2 separate regions of the Rattus norvegicus genome follow, and region 2 is linked to region 1. A link is a contact called in public Hi-C data. All regions are on one chromosome and are shown on one strand. Each heading gives the region's core, a stretch centred on a gene start, on an enhancer-like site or on the middle of the called end of the contact. The rest is flanking DNA. Distances are from core to core; before and after follow the strand shown. Region 1 holds the start of Ptpmt1 (protein tyrosine phosphatase, mitochondrial 1). Region 2 has its middle 31 kb from the start of Celf1.

Region 1 (7,807 bases), core at 2,107-4,606:
GTTCGGTGGTACAAAAATCTCAGAGTAGGCTTGATTCGAGGAGGAAAGATTTCAGACTGTAGCGAGAGTTTGGAATTTGGGTTTCTTTAAAGAATATATAAATATTTTAAATATTTAAGAAAGTTTTTATTTTAATCCCTGGGGTGGGGATATGGGGCTGTCGTTTGCAGCAGCTGACTACGATTTGCTTCACGCTCTAGCAAGTGTGGTTTTGCCAGCTACAGATAATTTCTGGATTGTATGACATTTGGAGTTCTGGGAACTTTTCAGAGGGTACATAAATTGAAGAGCCTCCTAGAGACAGGGTGGGTAGTTGATGGTCATTTAAGGAGGTTGTTTGTAGTTTGTTCATAGTCATGGTCAGAGAAGAAACAAAAGGAAATATTCATGAATCCTCCCTCCCTTCTATCCTTCTTTCTCTCCTATTTGGTGCCTAGGGGTGAAATGGGTAGGGGGAGTAAAGGGTGAGAAAAAGAAGAGCTCACAAAGCAGTAGAGACCAGCTACATCAGACAATACTGTAAAGTCAGGAAAAACTGTGAGAATCTCAGGTGGGCATAGTAGATTTAAACCTTTAACCCCAGCACTCAGGAGGCAGAGGCAGGTGAATCTGCAAATTCAAGGTTAGCCTGGTCTACAGACTTGAGTTCAAGGACAACCAAGATTACACAGAGAAACCCTCCCTCAAAAAAAAAAAAATGGGGAGGCAGGGAAGGGGGAAGAAGTGTGGGAGGGGTGACTGGGGGGGCAGTGAGCAGGATGTAGAATTAATAAGTAAAATAATAATAAAAAAGAGAAAACAAGAACAAAGAGTATTACGATAACCTTTATTTACGTTTGAATATACAGAGACTACATGTTACTTGGATCCGTGTAAAAAACGGTAACCTTTTATCCCGAGCTAGTGCCAGCACCCATGGGGCCACATGGCACTGTGGGGCACCTCTATCACAGTGGCTCCACGCTGTCCCCAAGTACTCTCTGACCTGGGCGGTCCACGGGCCGTTCCAGCCCAGCACCTTGCCACGCTGCTGTGCTTTCACTCACAGTCCCTTGGCCGGTTGTTACCACACCAGACTCACACATCCCAACTCCATGGCGGGCTTGGTGCATCCCACCACTGCACCTTCTCTTGAACTCAATTAAGTCACCACATGAAAGAACCACGCCACACAATAACCTCTGATCCAATTGAAAAGATAATTTGCCCATCTAGACAGCACAAAACCCTGTACACACCCATCTCTTAAAAATATTCATAACAACCTGTATCTATGTGCAGAGAAGAATCTTAATATCTGCCCCCATGTTCTCCCAGCTCCTTCTCCTCTTTCTAAAACTTTGTTCCTGCCCATCCTTCCTTCTCATCCAATGACAGGCCTATCCAGTACCTTCCTGCATAAAGACATGGACCTACAACCATGTATATGCCCAGAATAGACAAAACCACAGAGAGGAGATTAGTGGTTGTCAGTCGGTGGAGGAATTAGGTATGATTGTTAATGTGTATAATAGTTCCTTTGAAGGTGAAAATGTCCTAGAATTGTACAGTGCTGATGTTACAACCCCAAGAGTATATTCATACTTATGGAATTGTACATATTAAAGGGTAAATTGGGGCTGGCAGAATGTCTTGGGAGGGGGGTAGGTGTTTGCTACCAACACTGACAACCTGCGTTCCATCCTTGGAACCCACATGGTAGAAGAGAACAGACTCCTACAAGTTATGTTCTGCTAAGCACTCCCCCTGATCCAACACAAAAATAAGTGTAAAAGCAGATGCAGGTAGATCGCGTGGCTTATGAACTCTCAAGATGGCACTAAAAAGGTGTTAGCACTGAAGAGGAGTGAGACGTGGTGGTGTGCAGGCGATCCCAGCTCTAAGAGGACTGACAGTGCAGTTACTACACGGACTAAAGGGGTGGGTTAGCTTGTAAGAGCGCTTGCTGCTCTTGGAGAAAAGTGGGGTTCAGTTCCCAGCACCCACAGGAAGGCTACAATACCTTCCATCCAATACCCTTTTTTGGCCTCCTTGGGTGACATGAGACCCCCTCCCCCCTCTCAAAAAAGATATAATACTATTGAATCATTTATTTTTTGAGACAGACATCTGGCCTGGAATTCTCTATGTAGACCAGGCTGATATTCTATAGATTTATTTTATTACTTATATTGTTGTCACTCTCTTCAGACACACCAGAAGAAGGTGTCGGATCCCATTACAGATGGTTGTGAGCCACCATGTGGTTGCTGGGAATTGAACTCAGGTCCTCTAGGAAGAGCAATCAGTGCTCCTAACCTCTGAGCCATCTCTCCAGCCCCAAGCTGACTTTTAATAATTCAGAGATCAACCTGCCTCTGCCTCCTGATTGCTGGGATTAAGGGGTGTGCCACCATGATGCCTGACTCAATTCTTACTATACTTTTCATTTTTTTTTTTTTTTAAGATCCGAGACTCTTTTTTTTTTTTTTCTTTTTTTCGGAGCTGGGGACCGAACCCAGGGCCTTGAGCTTGCTAGGCAAGCGCTCTGCCACTGAGCTAAATCCCTAACCAATCTTATACATGTATTAATGTGCTTTGATAAAAATTCATCCCCTAACTCTTCTTCCTCCTAATTCCTTCCTGCCCATTATTATGAGTATTTCTTTGATAAAATATACCTCTTTTTTTAAAAGGAAGAAAAAGAAGTCAGACAGCAGTAGCACATGCCTTTAATCCCAGAACTCAGGAGGCAGAGGCAAGTGGATCTCTGAGTGCAAGGCCAGCCTGGCCTACAGAGAGAGTTCCACGACAACCAGGGTTACACAAAGAAACCCTGTCTTGAAAAACAAACAGGGGGCTGGAGAGATGGCTCAGCGGTGGTTAAGAGCACTAACTGCTCTTCCAGAGGTCCCGAGTTCAGTTCCCAGCAACCACATGGTGGCTCACAACCATTTGTAATGGGATCTGATGCTCTTTTCTGATGTGTCTGAAGACGGTTACAGTGTACTCATAAATATAAAATAAATAAGTAAATCTTTTTTTTTAAAGAAAAACAAACAAGCAAACAAAGAAACCAAAACCAAGAAGGAGGGAAAAAGCAGCAGATGCAGGTAAAGAATATTCTCTTGTGGCTGGAGAAATGGTTTAGCAGTTAAGAGCATTGGCTATTCTTTCGGGGGACCCTGGTTTGATTTCCAGCATTCACTGAGAGGGACTCTCGTCCCTCTAGTCACACTCTAGTCCCATGGGTTCCAACATCCTCTTTGTCCTCCTTGGACTTTGCATCCAGGTAATATCTCTCTCACACACACACACACATATATATATACACACACACTCAGAGGTATTGGGGGTTTTTTTTTTTGTTTGTTTGTTTTGAGACAGGGTTTCTTTGTGTGCCTTGGCTGTTCTGGAACTAGCTACATAGCCAGTAGAAGGTAGTTTGGGCTACATAGTGTGATCTGGTCTCAAAAAAAGTTAAGAGAGAGACAGAGAGACAGACAGACAGTAGACTACCACTTATGTTCAGGTTCCCTGCACCCCCAAGAGCAGCAGCTCCGGTCAACTACGCTCCTCTTACGCCCAGATGAGGGTCCTCCGGTTCCTCCCCTGTTTAGAGGAGCCTCACTGCTCAGCCTCCTCCTTGGTAATGGGTGCACTCGGGGGCCACGGCCCCTCCCTGAGGTCAGGGGTTGGAGAGCAGGCCCTGCTCCTTAGGCAGGGTCACAGTTTCACCCTATCGTTGCCGTTCTACTCTCCCTACCCCACCCCTCGCGGCGCCTCTCCTTTGGAGCCATGGTTCCTGTCCCGGGATCCCCCGGGCCTGCCTCTGACGGCGGGGACTCAGCTTCGGAGAGTCGGGAGGCATCAGGTGGCCCGCAGCTCTCGTCCTCTGCGTCCTTCTCGCGGTGGCTGACCGCGAGCTCCGAAGCGGGTGGCTGGCCGCTGCGCTTGGCGGGGTGGGGCGGGATGGCGGCGTCCGCGTGGCTGGAGGCCGGCCTGGCCCGGGTGCTCTTCTACCCGACGCTGCTCTACACAGTGTTCCGGGGGAGGGTGGGCGGCCCGGCGCACCGCGATTGGTACCACCGCATCGACCACACAGTGCTGCTGGGCGCGCTGCCGCTGAGGAGCATGACGCGCCGGGTGAGAGAGACCGGCGGGCCGGGCCGGGAGCGGGCCCCGGGCCTCGGCGGGCGCCCCGCGGCCCTCGCTGAGCCCCTTCTTTGCCTCGGCAGCTGGTACTGGACGAGAACGTGCGCGGAGTGATCACTATGAACGAGGAGTACGAGACCAGATTCCTGTGCAACACCTCGAAGGTAAGGACCCGGGCCCTCTGGCCTGGCTCAGTACTCGGGCCTGTAAAAGCTGGAGAAGCTAGGGGAAGGAGGGACGCTGTGGGTGACCTTGTCTCCGAGACTAGTGTCGGAGACACTAGTTGCCTTCTCGAGCACTGTGTCTGCGCGTCAAGTTCAAATGGCTGCAGGTGGAAAGACGCTGAAACTGATAAACCAGAAAGAAGTCCTGCGAGCCTGGAGCCCGGGCGACTCAGGTGGCTGAGGCAGGATCTTTTGAGCCCAGGAGTTCAAATGTGCCCTGGCCTCTGTCTAAAAAGAGCGAGCTAACCCGCTGTGGGTGGCTCACTCCTGGGATTTCAGCACCCTTAGGCAAGAAGAAGGGTCGGTGGAAGTTCCAGGCCAGCTTGGTGTATGTAGTGAGCTCTGTGCCAGTCAGGACACAAGGAAGTCCTGCTTTAAAATCGGGACGGGTTTACAGTTCTTCATGCACAAAATTGTACATGTATATGCTACTTTTCCTTTGTTTATTTTGAGACAGGGGTCTTAAGTCCTGATGTGATTCTACTGCCTCCACTTTCCCAGTACTGAGACTACAGGCATGTGCTAATACACCCATCTTATATTTGTGATTTTGGTCACTAACCTCAGTAACTAAAATTTGTGATTTATGTGTGTGGTGGTTTGACTATGCTTGGCTCTGGGAGTGGAACTAGAGAACCCTGACTAATACCGTGTGCCTTGCTGATTTCATTCATTTTAACACATTTTAGCATCAAGTTTGAATTAGGCAATATGTTCGTTAGCTTTGGAGATGAAGGCCAACTGTAAGGAAAGCATTTCTTTAAGAGAGAGTGTGGCTCTTATCTGTAATGTTAGCTCTTCATGAGTGAAGGTGGGAAGTGTTTAGTGAGGTGGAGGCCAGCCTGGGCTACACGAGCCTGTGTCTAAAAACAAAATCACAGATAAGAAAAGCGAACCCCCCTCTCTGCCAGGCATATTGGTGCATACCTTTAACCCCAGAACTCTGGAGACAGAGGCAGGCAGATCTCTGTGAGTTTGAGGCCCATCTGATCTATAAAGTGAGTCTAGAACAGCCAGAGCTATATAATGAAATCTTTTTTTTTTTTTTTTTTTGGTTCTTTTTTTCGGAGCTGGGGACCGAACCCAGGGCCTTGCGCTTCCTAGGCAAGCGCTCTACCACTGAGCTAAATCCCCAGCCCCATGAAATCTTATCTTGAAACCACCCAAAGAAAAGTAAAAAGAAGAACACTCCTTATTATATATACTATGTTAATAGTTATCATTGAAGAACTGCAGAGCGGGCTGTGGATGGATTTCAGTTGATAAACTGCTTGCCTAGAGTACATGAAGTCAGTGAAGAATAAAAACAAGGTGTGGCAGTGGCCCAGTATCCCAACACCCAAGAAGAAGACGATCAGATACTCAAGCTCCTGAGCCACATAGGAGTTCGAGGCTAACCTGTGGCATGGTATAGAAGGCCATTTATAGAAAAAGAAAAAAAGAAAATGACCGTTCCTGGATGCCCTAAAATATTGTCACAGGTCTCAAGGGGTCATTAGCTATCAGAGCTAATACTCACTCATGTGATCAATGTGAAAGGTCACTAAAGCCACACAGACAATGCTTGGTCTCTCCATGTGAGGCACTGTCCTCTGTAAGGTGGAGGGTTTTCATCCCACTAGCTAGAGAAAAGAAATCTCCAAGGCAGCAGCCACACTGGAAATGCCTAAGGATCTTCTGGCAGCCTTGCTAATAAGGCACAAGTTCCCACCTCAGGCCACCCCACCTCAGGCCACCCGACCCTCTCACCTTGATATTCTGACCCAGGGTTTATCTGCATAGTTAACAACTCTGAAAGTGGTTCTGGTTCAATTGATAAACAAGCAGAAATGTGCCTTTAGGTTCTGTTAATTTAACTGGTGGGATTAAGCTGGCCTTCATGCAGTCATTAAGTTGCAGGGACTTGCTACAGGTAGCAAGGAACATGGAGGCTCACACCTGTAACTTCAACCCTTGGGAAGTGGAGACAGGAACATCAGCTCATAGGCATCCTTGGCTACATAGTGAGTGAGGTCATCTTGGATTATATGAAACCATATTTAAAAAACAACAACAGCAAAGAAGCCAGTGAAAGCAGCTGCAGTGTATTTGAAGTCTTTTCTTTTTTAAAGTAATTGTTTGCATCTTAGTTTTTTTTTTAATATTTATTTATTTATTCTATGTGTAAGTACACTGTAGCTGTCTTCAGACACACCAGAAGAGGGCATCAGATCTCATTACAGATGGTTGTGAGCCACCATGTGGTTGCTGGGATTTGAACTCAGGACCTCGGGAAGAGCTGTCAGTGCTCTTAACCGCTGAGCCATCTCTCCAGCCCCCATATTTGAAGTCTTAAAGCAGAAATATATTAGACTGCTGTCGGGGTTGGGGATTTAGCTCAGTGGTAAAACGCTTGCCTAGCAAGCGCAAGGCCCTGGGTTCGGTCCTCAGCTCCGGAAAAAAAAAAAAATAGACTGCTGTCTAATATAACATTACTCCTAAGATTTCATTTCTCTAGTCCCTTAAATAACGTTACACAAAACCAGGTAGGTCTTTATTTTGTTTTGTTTTTTTAAAGGGTGAAGGAAGTCTTATTCCATAGTTTAGACACTATCCTTGAACTCCACTCACAGCATGCTAGCCTTGGGATTTTAGGCATGAGCCCCCACTCTTGTCTAAAGTATGTTGGTTTTTTGTTTGTTTGTTTGTTTGTTTGTTTGTTTGTTTTTTGGAGCTGAGGACAGAACCCAGGGCCTTGCGCTTGCTAAGTGCTCTACCACTGAGCTAAATCCCCAACCCCAAATATGTTGTTTTAACTTAAAAATAACCCCATTTCTTTTTTTTTTTCCCCCCCGGAGCTGGGGACCGAACCCAGGGCCTTGCGCTTGCTAGGCAAGCACTCTACCACTGAGCCAAATCCCCAACCCCTTAACCCCATTTCTTTTACTGTGTTCCCCTCAAAAAAAGTGGTAAAAATATGTCCGCACTGATGGTAAAATATATTATCCTTGTCTACAGGGATACCCTCTGTTTACCCTCTGTACAAGCCCTGTACAGGCAGAGACACAGCTTCCTAACATTATTTTAAGGGGTGGGAATCTCAGGAGTTCCCTCGGCAGGCACTACACCACCGACCTACATCCTCAGCCCATAACTCATGCAGCTGATTGTTTTTAAAGATTTGTTTATTTCATGTATGTGAGTACACTGTCACTCTCTTCAGACACACCAGAAGAGGGCAGCGGATCCCATTGGCAGATGGTTGTGAGCCACCATGTGGTTGCTGGGAACTGAACTCAGGACCTCTGGAAGAGCAGTCAGTGCTATTAACCACTGAGCCATCTCTCTAGCCCCTGAATTTTGTTAAAACTTATTTTTGTTGTTGTGGTACTTTGGCTTGTTAGACAGGGTCTCACTGTGTAGCTCTGGCTGGTCTGGAACTTACTATGTAGACTTGAGTTCATAGAGAT
Region 2 (7,807 bases), core at 2,253-4,752, 49 kb before region 1:
AGGAAAGGGTGAAGCTCAGTTGGCAGAATGCTTAACTAGCATACACAAAGCCCTGGGTTTAATCTCCAATATCCACAAACTCTACACGGTGGTACATATAATCCCATCATGAGAGAGAAAGAAGTAACCACAGGATCAGGTGTTGAAGGCCATATTTGACTACTTAGTGAGTTTAAAGTTATGTCTCAATGGAAAAAAATGAATAAAGGTGTGGGTGTGTGTCATTGATTGTAGGTCAATGACAAAGTGCTTGTCTAGTGTGCATGTGACCCTAAATTCAATCCCTCATACAAAAAAACCCAAGAAACAAAAACCACCCCATAACATTTATTACAAACAGCATTCCCTATTTCCAGTTTTGGTGCTAACCAGGTAACTTTGTAAACACTGATTTTTCTTCTTAAAAAAAGTGTTTAATATCACTGGGATGAAAAGATACATGTCCATGCAGATGTGTGTGGGTGGATAACAAGTCTGTGGAGTTAGTTCTCTCTCTCCATCTTTACATGGGTTCCAGGGATCAAACCCAGTGCCAGGCTTGTGCAGCCTTTATCCTGAGTCTTCTTGCTAGCCTCTTTTCTTTCTGAAACATAGGCTCATGTGTCCCGGCTGGCCTTTAACTCACTGCACTACTAACCCTTCTATCTCTACTATGGTGGTGGAAATAGAGACATTCAGCATCCTGCTTAGCTTATGAGGTGTTAAGCAATCCCAAGGTTTCCAGAATGTCAGCTAAGCACTCTACCAACTCAGCTACACTCCTAGTTAGCTTTGTGAAATTGTTAAACATCTTAATGTATTTCCTTATATGAAAAATGGTTACGAAAACAGTATTACTTTACAGTGTTTGTTAGGATTTAAATGTCTAACATATAAATCACAGAAAATACTCAAATAAGTACTTGCTACTGTTATTCTTCTAGATGTTAAATTTGTGCCAGTATAAGTACCAGAAAGCTTTAATCTTTAGCCAGATGACTATCTCTTCAAAATGGTTACATGATTAGAAAGAAGATACAAAGGAGAAGTAAAAGTCTCTCTATTTGTTAAGGGATATGATCCTATACTTAACAGACCCTAAAGATAGCAACAGAATCCTTTTGGATCTGCTGTACACTTAGCAAAGTCAACAGGATACAAAAATCAACATGAAAAACCAGCAGTGTTAAGGTTGGAGAAATGGCTCAACAGTTACAAGCATTGGCTGCTCTGCCAGAAGATCTAGGCTCATTTTCCAGCACCCACAAGGCAGCTCATTTTTCCGGCCTCCCTAGGTGCTACATTCATGTGATGCGCATGTATGTATGTATGTATGTATGTATGTATGTATGTATGTATGTATGTATGTATGTTTATGTAGGCACAACAGCCAACCATATAAAATTAAAAATAAAAGGAAAGGTCAATAAATTCAGTGGTAATAGATCTCATTAAAAAGAGGGAGGGGAGAATGTGTAAGAAGGCAATTCTTGGCTAATAGACCAGCCCTCAAATGTGCTTGTTAGCATGCAGTGTTTCTCCTTATTCCATATTGGATTACTGGTCCTAAGTGTAGTCCTTTAAAAAATTTTTTTTCTTTAAATTTCATGAGTGTTTTGTCTAGACAAGTAAATATGCACATCATATATAAGACCGAAGCTCTTGGAGCTCAGAAGAGGTTATCAGATTCTCTGGAACTGAAGTACAGGTGGTTGTAAGCTGCCATGTAGGTGCCTGGAATTTGAACCCAGATGCTCTATAGGAAAACAACCTGTTCTCTATTTCACTGAGCTCTCTCCAGCCTGCTTTCTCGTCTTCCTTGAAATTTATTTATCCCCTTCATTATATAAAGTAAGTGGATACACATAAATAAAGGCAGGAACTGGCCATAGTGGCACATGACTTAATTCCCAGAACCTGGGAAGCAGCATCAGGTAGATCTCTTAAGTTCAAGGCCAGCCCAATCTACAGAGTGAGTTCCAGGACAGGCAGGGGTACAGAAACTGTCTCAAACAAAAAAACAAAAAAAACAACCAACAAAAACAACAAAAAACAAAATAGTACCATCACCACCAAGAATAATAATAAAAGGCAGGAAAATTATAAAAATTTTAAAAACTAAAAACAAAGAAAAGGCTGTAACATAAATGTGCTAGCCATGGTATCAGCTGCTGAGGCTGAGCTGTAATAAAATCAGTTATGAGTTGTAAGTCAGCTGGATCTGACATAGTGAGTTCCAGGACAGCCAGGGTTACATTATGACACCCTATCTCAAACAACAAAAAAGAGCTGTCACTGATTTTGATCTTTAGCAAGAGCCCCTACCTAATAGTTAACTACATCAATGAGAACACAGTAGAAATGAAATGGGCACAAAGACCTGCCCAGAGGAAGATTAAGTCAACATGTTGTTAGAGTCAATACTTGTAAAATGCTCTGAGGTATACAGGACCCAGAGTCCCCAACAGACTTAGTCTTCAAAGACAAAATATACATCGATAAATAGGCAAATAATTCTGCATTTATACCACCCAGATGCAGATAGAAGTCACCTCAGTAAAGCTGTTTATCCAGCATTTATAGCCTTTTCATCTCCAAATGAGCCATAGTTATAAACATGTACAGCAAACTGTCTTGTCCCCACTCAGCTGACAAGTTCTATTCCCAGCTCTACAGTCTGTGACTCACAGGGATGAGGTGGAGGGGGAAGGAAGTAAAAGGAACCAGTAAAACAAAGAGCTTCTCTTTATTTAGATGGAGTGATCAAGACTGGAGTTACCTAATTAAAATAATCTCAGAGCAAGCCAACAAAAGTCTTCTTTTAAAGTAGTATCAACCTTAGTAGCTTGGAAAATGTCCTAAAAGCTATCGATCACTTCCCCTCTACTCCCTAAATAGGTATGATATCACAAGACATTACAAGGCCTGTTAGGCAAAACTTTGCAAAGTACTATGAATCCAGACAACAGCAAAGGTTGCTGGGAAACCAAAAATAACCCAACATTCTCCACAGCTCTTCTCAGCAAAAGGCAAATTAATAGCCCCATGTACCCACTCCAAAGAGATGCACACAAAATCTTTTCTCAGTTTTTATACTCAAAATTTACCTCAGAAAATGTGTTCAGTCCCACTCTTAAGAGCTGATCTTTGTGATCAAAAGCACTTCTTCAGTGAGCCATGTTTCTAAGGCAGCTCAGAAACCTCCTGACACTAAATCCACTAGCCTGGCAGCTGCTTAAGATTCTATTAGCTGACTACAGACCTTTCCTCCACCCAGTCCCAAAATTCTCAGTTCTCTATAATCTGTAACTAAACCTAAATAAATCAAACCAAATAAGACAAGTAAGTCACCTCTTTTACTTGAAAACCTTAGTCCTCCACAGAAATGTACACAGACAGACAGATGGACGCACGTTAAGAACACAAACTTCAAGCCCTGGCTGAATCCTGAGCAGGTCTGAAGCAATGTGGGTGCGCAGGATGACTGCACCGCCTAGCTAGTGGGCTGCTCCTGCTGTTGCTGTACAAATATAGAAAGCTGCAAAGTGGAGCAGCCGCTTTGCTTCCGCAGAGCACCTTCTGCTCTGCACTGAGAGGGAGGAGCAGGGAACTGAGCAGCTTTATCCATACATGGTTACTGAAAGGGGGCCGTCAGTGAAAGGGCAGTTATCTCTCACACATGATTCTGTTCACACATGCCATATAAAAGGCAAAAGCACACAGGCTTAAAGGAAGGTTGAAGAGGTTCTATGTCAGTCAAGGAGTGTCCCAATAATCACAGTCACTATTCTAAGATCCTCAGCCTCAGGAACTGAAAAAAAACTATTAGGTCAGATTCTTGCTGGAACGCAACAGCTATGAGGTTCAATTTATCATTTAAATCCTAAAATGTAATGTACAACAACAGGCTACCTCCTACATTTAAGTAAACCATCTAACCTGCACTGCTCTTTGGTCACCCTAATTGTCAAATTGTTGGGGATAGTCTGATACTTTTGTTCTGGTCGATACAAATTATTTAAATACATTTCTCAGGATGCTGGCTTATATAATCAGGCCCAGTATCTGTTTGCAAAATTGCTTTACAAAGCAATTAAGATTCACCTCAGGTTGGGGATTTAGCTCAGCGGTAGAGCATTTGCCTAGCAAGCGCAAGGCCCTGGGTTCGGTCCCCAGCTCCGAAAAAAAGAAAAAAAAAAAAAAAAAAAAAAGATTCACCTCACTGTGAAATACATGAATACTCAATTTCTGGCTACAGAAAATTCCTCATAGAGAGGAAATGCAGCAAGTAATTAAGCAGGTATTCAGAATAAAGTGTTTCATACAGAAGATGCTCTAATATAAATTGAAACTATACTGAGTACCTCCAACACTTCCGGGTTTAGCTCCAGGATAAGATTAATCAATATTCAAGATAGTAATGGCTGACAATATTTGACTAGTGCCAAAGCAGAAGAAACAATGTTACCCACATTAAAAGAAGAGAGCAGCTGGCCAGTGGTGGGGCACTCAGGAGGCAGAGGCAGGCCTCTGTGAGTTTGAGGTCTGCGTGGTCTACAGAGTGAATTCCAGGGCAGCCAGGCCATCACAGAGAAACCTTGACTCAAAACAAACAAATAAACAACTTGCAGTGACTGGAGATGGCTCAGTGGTTAAGGCCACTGACTGCTCTTCCAGAGGTCCTGAGTTCAAATCCCAGCAACCACATGGTGGCTCACAACCATCTGTAATGGGATCTGATGCCCTCTTCTGGCATGCAGGTGTACATGCAGATAAAACACTCAACATAAAATAAATAATCTTAAAAAAACAGAGAAAAGAGAGAACAAAGGCAGGCTTAAGAGTTTATTCCATGGAGCCCACTTGTACACTTTCACTAAGTTCACCTACAGTGTCTTCAACGTGGGGGAAATGCAGACTTGGAATAGACTTATTAATTTCCTCTGTTCCTGGACTTTTTGTCTGCAATTTCAACCTAAAATGTTTTCTGCAGTTTTATGAGATTAATATCATATTACTTACAGTTCCTACCTACTTTAGAGAAAAACAATCTAAAGAAAGAAAAATGAAACTGATCATGTCTGTAATCCGGCACTCAGCAGTTCTCTACACACACACACACACACACACACTCTAAAAGACAGCAAATTCAATATTCACTCAAACATTTCTCACCTACCACATTATTCAGGAAAACATTCTTCTACTTCCAAGATTACTAATCTTTTGAATAAATCTCAAACCACTATTTTAAACAAACAAAGCAAAAACAAAGTAAGAACTACTTGAGGTAGAAGTAGGAGGATGTGGAGTTCAAAGTCACCCACAGTAGTACTAAGTTCCAAGGCCATCCTGGAAGCACACAAGTAGGACTAGAAATACTGATGACTTGGTAGTCCTTGGTCAGGAAACACTCTATCATTCTGCCAGCAAAGGAAGTGCTCAGAGAGAGTATTAGCTTCTAGACACAGGTAAATGTGTGGTGAGGATATCTTAAAACTCCTAAGTAGCACTCTCCTCCTACCAAACTTTTCCCTAAAATTTACAAAGAAAATGTCAAATTAAGACCTAATAGCTCAACATTAATATTTACTTTTCTTATTTGCAAAGTAAGTTTTTGGGATTTTGAACTTTTCTTTTTCATTGATAATGAAATGGAACAACAGCAAACTTGAATTCTTAATCCCACTGCATAGTTTTCAAGTACAAAATCTTGTCCCTGCTACCTGACATACCAAAAACAACCCCGTTATTTGAAAGAACACTCATCTATCACAGAACAGACACGCTAAGTGCTCGCGTCACTGACTGGTCTCCTAATGATATGTAGTGTCTTGTGTATTTAATCTGTAAGATCTGCACAGCTTTGTGTTAATGGCTTAGGTTGTTTACAGTAGTAGCTTATGGTGGCTATGCTGTAGTTTATGGAACACAGCTTTAATCACTATGTGTATTACTATATTTGCTATGTGTAAGCAATTAAGCAAAATTAAACACAAAAGTCCATAATTACATACAGCAAGGATAATTAAAATATAATCTCAAAATCAAAAAGGCCATAAGCCTCTATAGCGCATTGACTTAGCAAGTCATTTCTTCTTCTGAACCTATTTCCTCAATGAAAAATAGAGTAAGACCGTATCAGAGCTCTATGCTGAAGGCCCACAGATTTGTAACTAATAGATACTTCCAATAACCCGAAAGCTCCCTTATATTATGCACAAAATACTTGCATAACACACCAATTGGGGGAGGGGTGTCAGGAGAAACTTAAAACTAGATTTTAGAATCTTCGATGGAGCTTGGTCAAGATGGGCACACCTATAATCCCAATAGACTGTTGGTAAAGGCAAGGTCGCTGCAAGCTTGAGGCCACCCCTGTTTATTATTCTACTCTTGCCTTGAAGCAAAAAAAAGTAAACAGAATTGGTGACCCATGCCTGTCTCTCAGAAGGCAAAAAGGATTATTTTGATTAAAGGCTAGCTTAGACTACAGTATAATAAAACTTTGTTTCAAGACAAAGTAAGTAACACAGGTCAATACTGTTCGGTGTGGGACAAGAAGACAAATGAACGAAACTAAATAAAAAAAACAAACGGAGCTATGAGCAAGGACAGCAAGCTATGAACACAAAAAGTGTTCTGTACCTCAACTAGTGAAAACTATTAGCTGTGCATATACATACCTTATCTCAGCACTTGAGAATTGGAGGCAGGAAAATTGGAGCCAGATTTGTCTATATAGGTCAACGTGGGCTCTTTGAGATCTTATCTCAAAGAAAGCAAGGCCAGGTCTAGTGGCACAATTCCCAGCACTCAGGAAGCAGAGACAGGTAGAGGTCTGTGAACTTGAGGCCAGCCTGGTCTAGACAGTAAATTCCAGGACAGTCAGAGCTACTTAATAGAGAAGCTGTTAAAATCAAAACAAATCAAAACAAAAGCTGGTCATGGTGGTACATGCCTTTAATATCAGCATTGAGAAAACAGAGGCAGGTGGATCTCTATGAGGCCAGTTGGTTTTACCTAAGTGAGTTAGTTCCAGGCCACCTAGAACCATATACTGAGAACCTTGGGGTTAGTTGATGAAGGCACAGATGGACATGGCACATAATGATACAGGGATAAAATGGGATCATGGATGGACCTACACACACACACACACACACACACACACACACACACACACACACACTTACTTTATCTAAAACAGAAAAAAGTACTTAGTGATTTAAGCCTTAACATTTTTAGGTTCTCATAGCAACCTAAGTCAGTATGCTGAACATACTGTATATAAAGCACATATCTGGAGGCTTAGCTAGTAAATTCAAAATATGACATATGTGCAATGTGGGCGACATTATTCTGAGAACTTTAAAATCTTCTAACTTTTATTTTGTAGTCCTAAAGATGACATAATAGTCAGCTATGCATAAGATGAAAGCTCAAGTAAGAGGCACAAAAAATATAAAAAGCACAGAAATGAAAGATAAAAAAATTCACATTATCAGAAAAATAAATTTCAAATATGGCTCTCTCCCACTGTGAATCAACCTGTAAATGGAGGCTTCAAGTAAAGGATACTAGGGAGGAGGTATTAAAATACCCTTTAGGATACCAGTGTGGGCCCAATCAAAAGAAGGCACAGACAAAGACCAAACAATATAGCAAATATGGTAGGGAAAATGGTGTTTTCTAGAAGCTCATAGCACATGGCTATTTAGAATTCACAGTATCAGCTGATCCTGGTAACAGAAAACAGAAGTATACACTCAATCCCCAGTACGAGAAAAAGAAAGGGTAAGAGGACAGATAGCCAGCCCCAGAACTA

Evidence for each region. A called contact is a pair of places that touch in the nucleus more often than the background predicts.
Region 2: a Hi-C map of liver shows a contact between it and region 1, with 3 times the contacts expected there. The contact joins the enhancer-like site here to the promoter of Ptpmt1 in region 1. A contact is called at or near these places in 2 of 12 Hi-C or Micro-C datasets (liver and psoas muscle).

The regions. Positions count from the first base shown.
Region 1 is chr3:97,350,803-97,358,609 of GRCr8, reverse strand. Ptpmt1 (protein tyrosine phosphatase, mitochondrial 1) reads left to right here and starts at 3,356. Exons shown (of 4, transcript NM_001105726.1): 1 at 3,356-4,125; 2 at 4,218-4,298. The coding sequence starts at 3,778.
Region 2 is chr3:97,400,271-97,408,077 of GRCr8, reverse strand. It overlaps a transcript of Celf1 not described here. Among named protein-coding and RNA genes, the nearest start is that of Celf1, 31 kb to the left of the region's middle. Within about 2 kb of position 3,502, at least 60 of the 93 cell types and tissues checked have an H3K27ac peak or open chromatin away from gene starts, as enhancers often do. A contact at or near this core is called in liver, where this site is marked.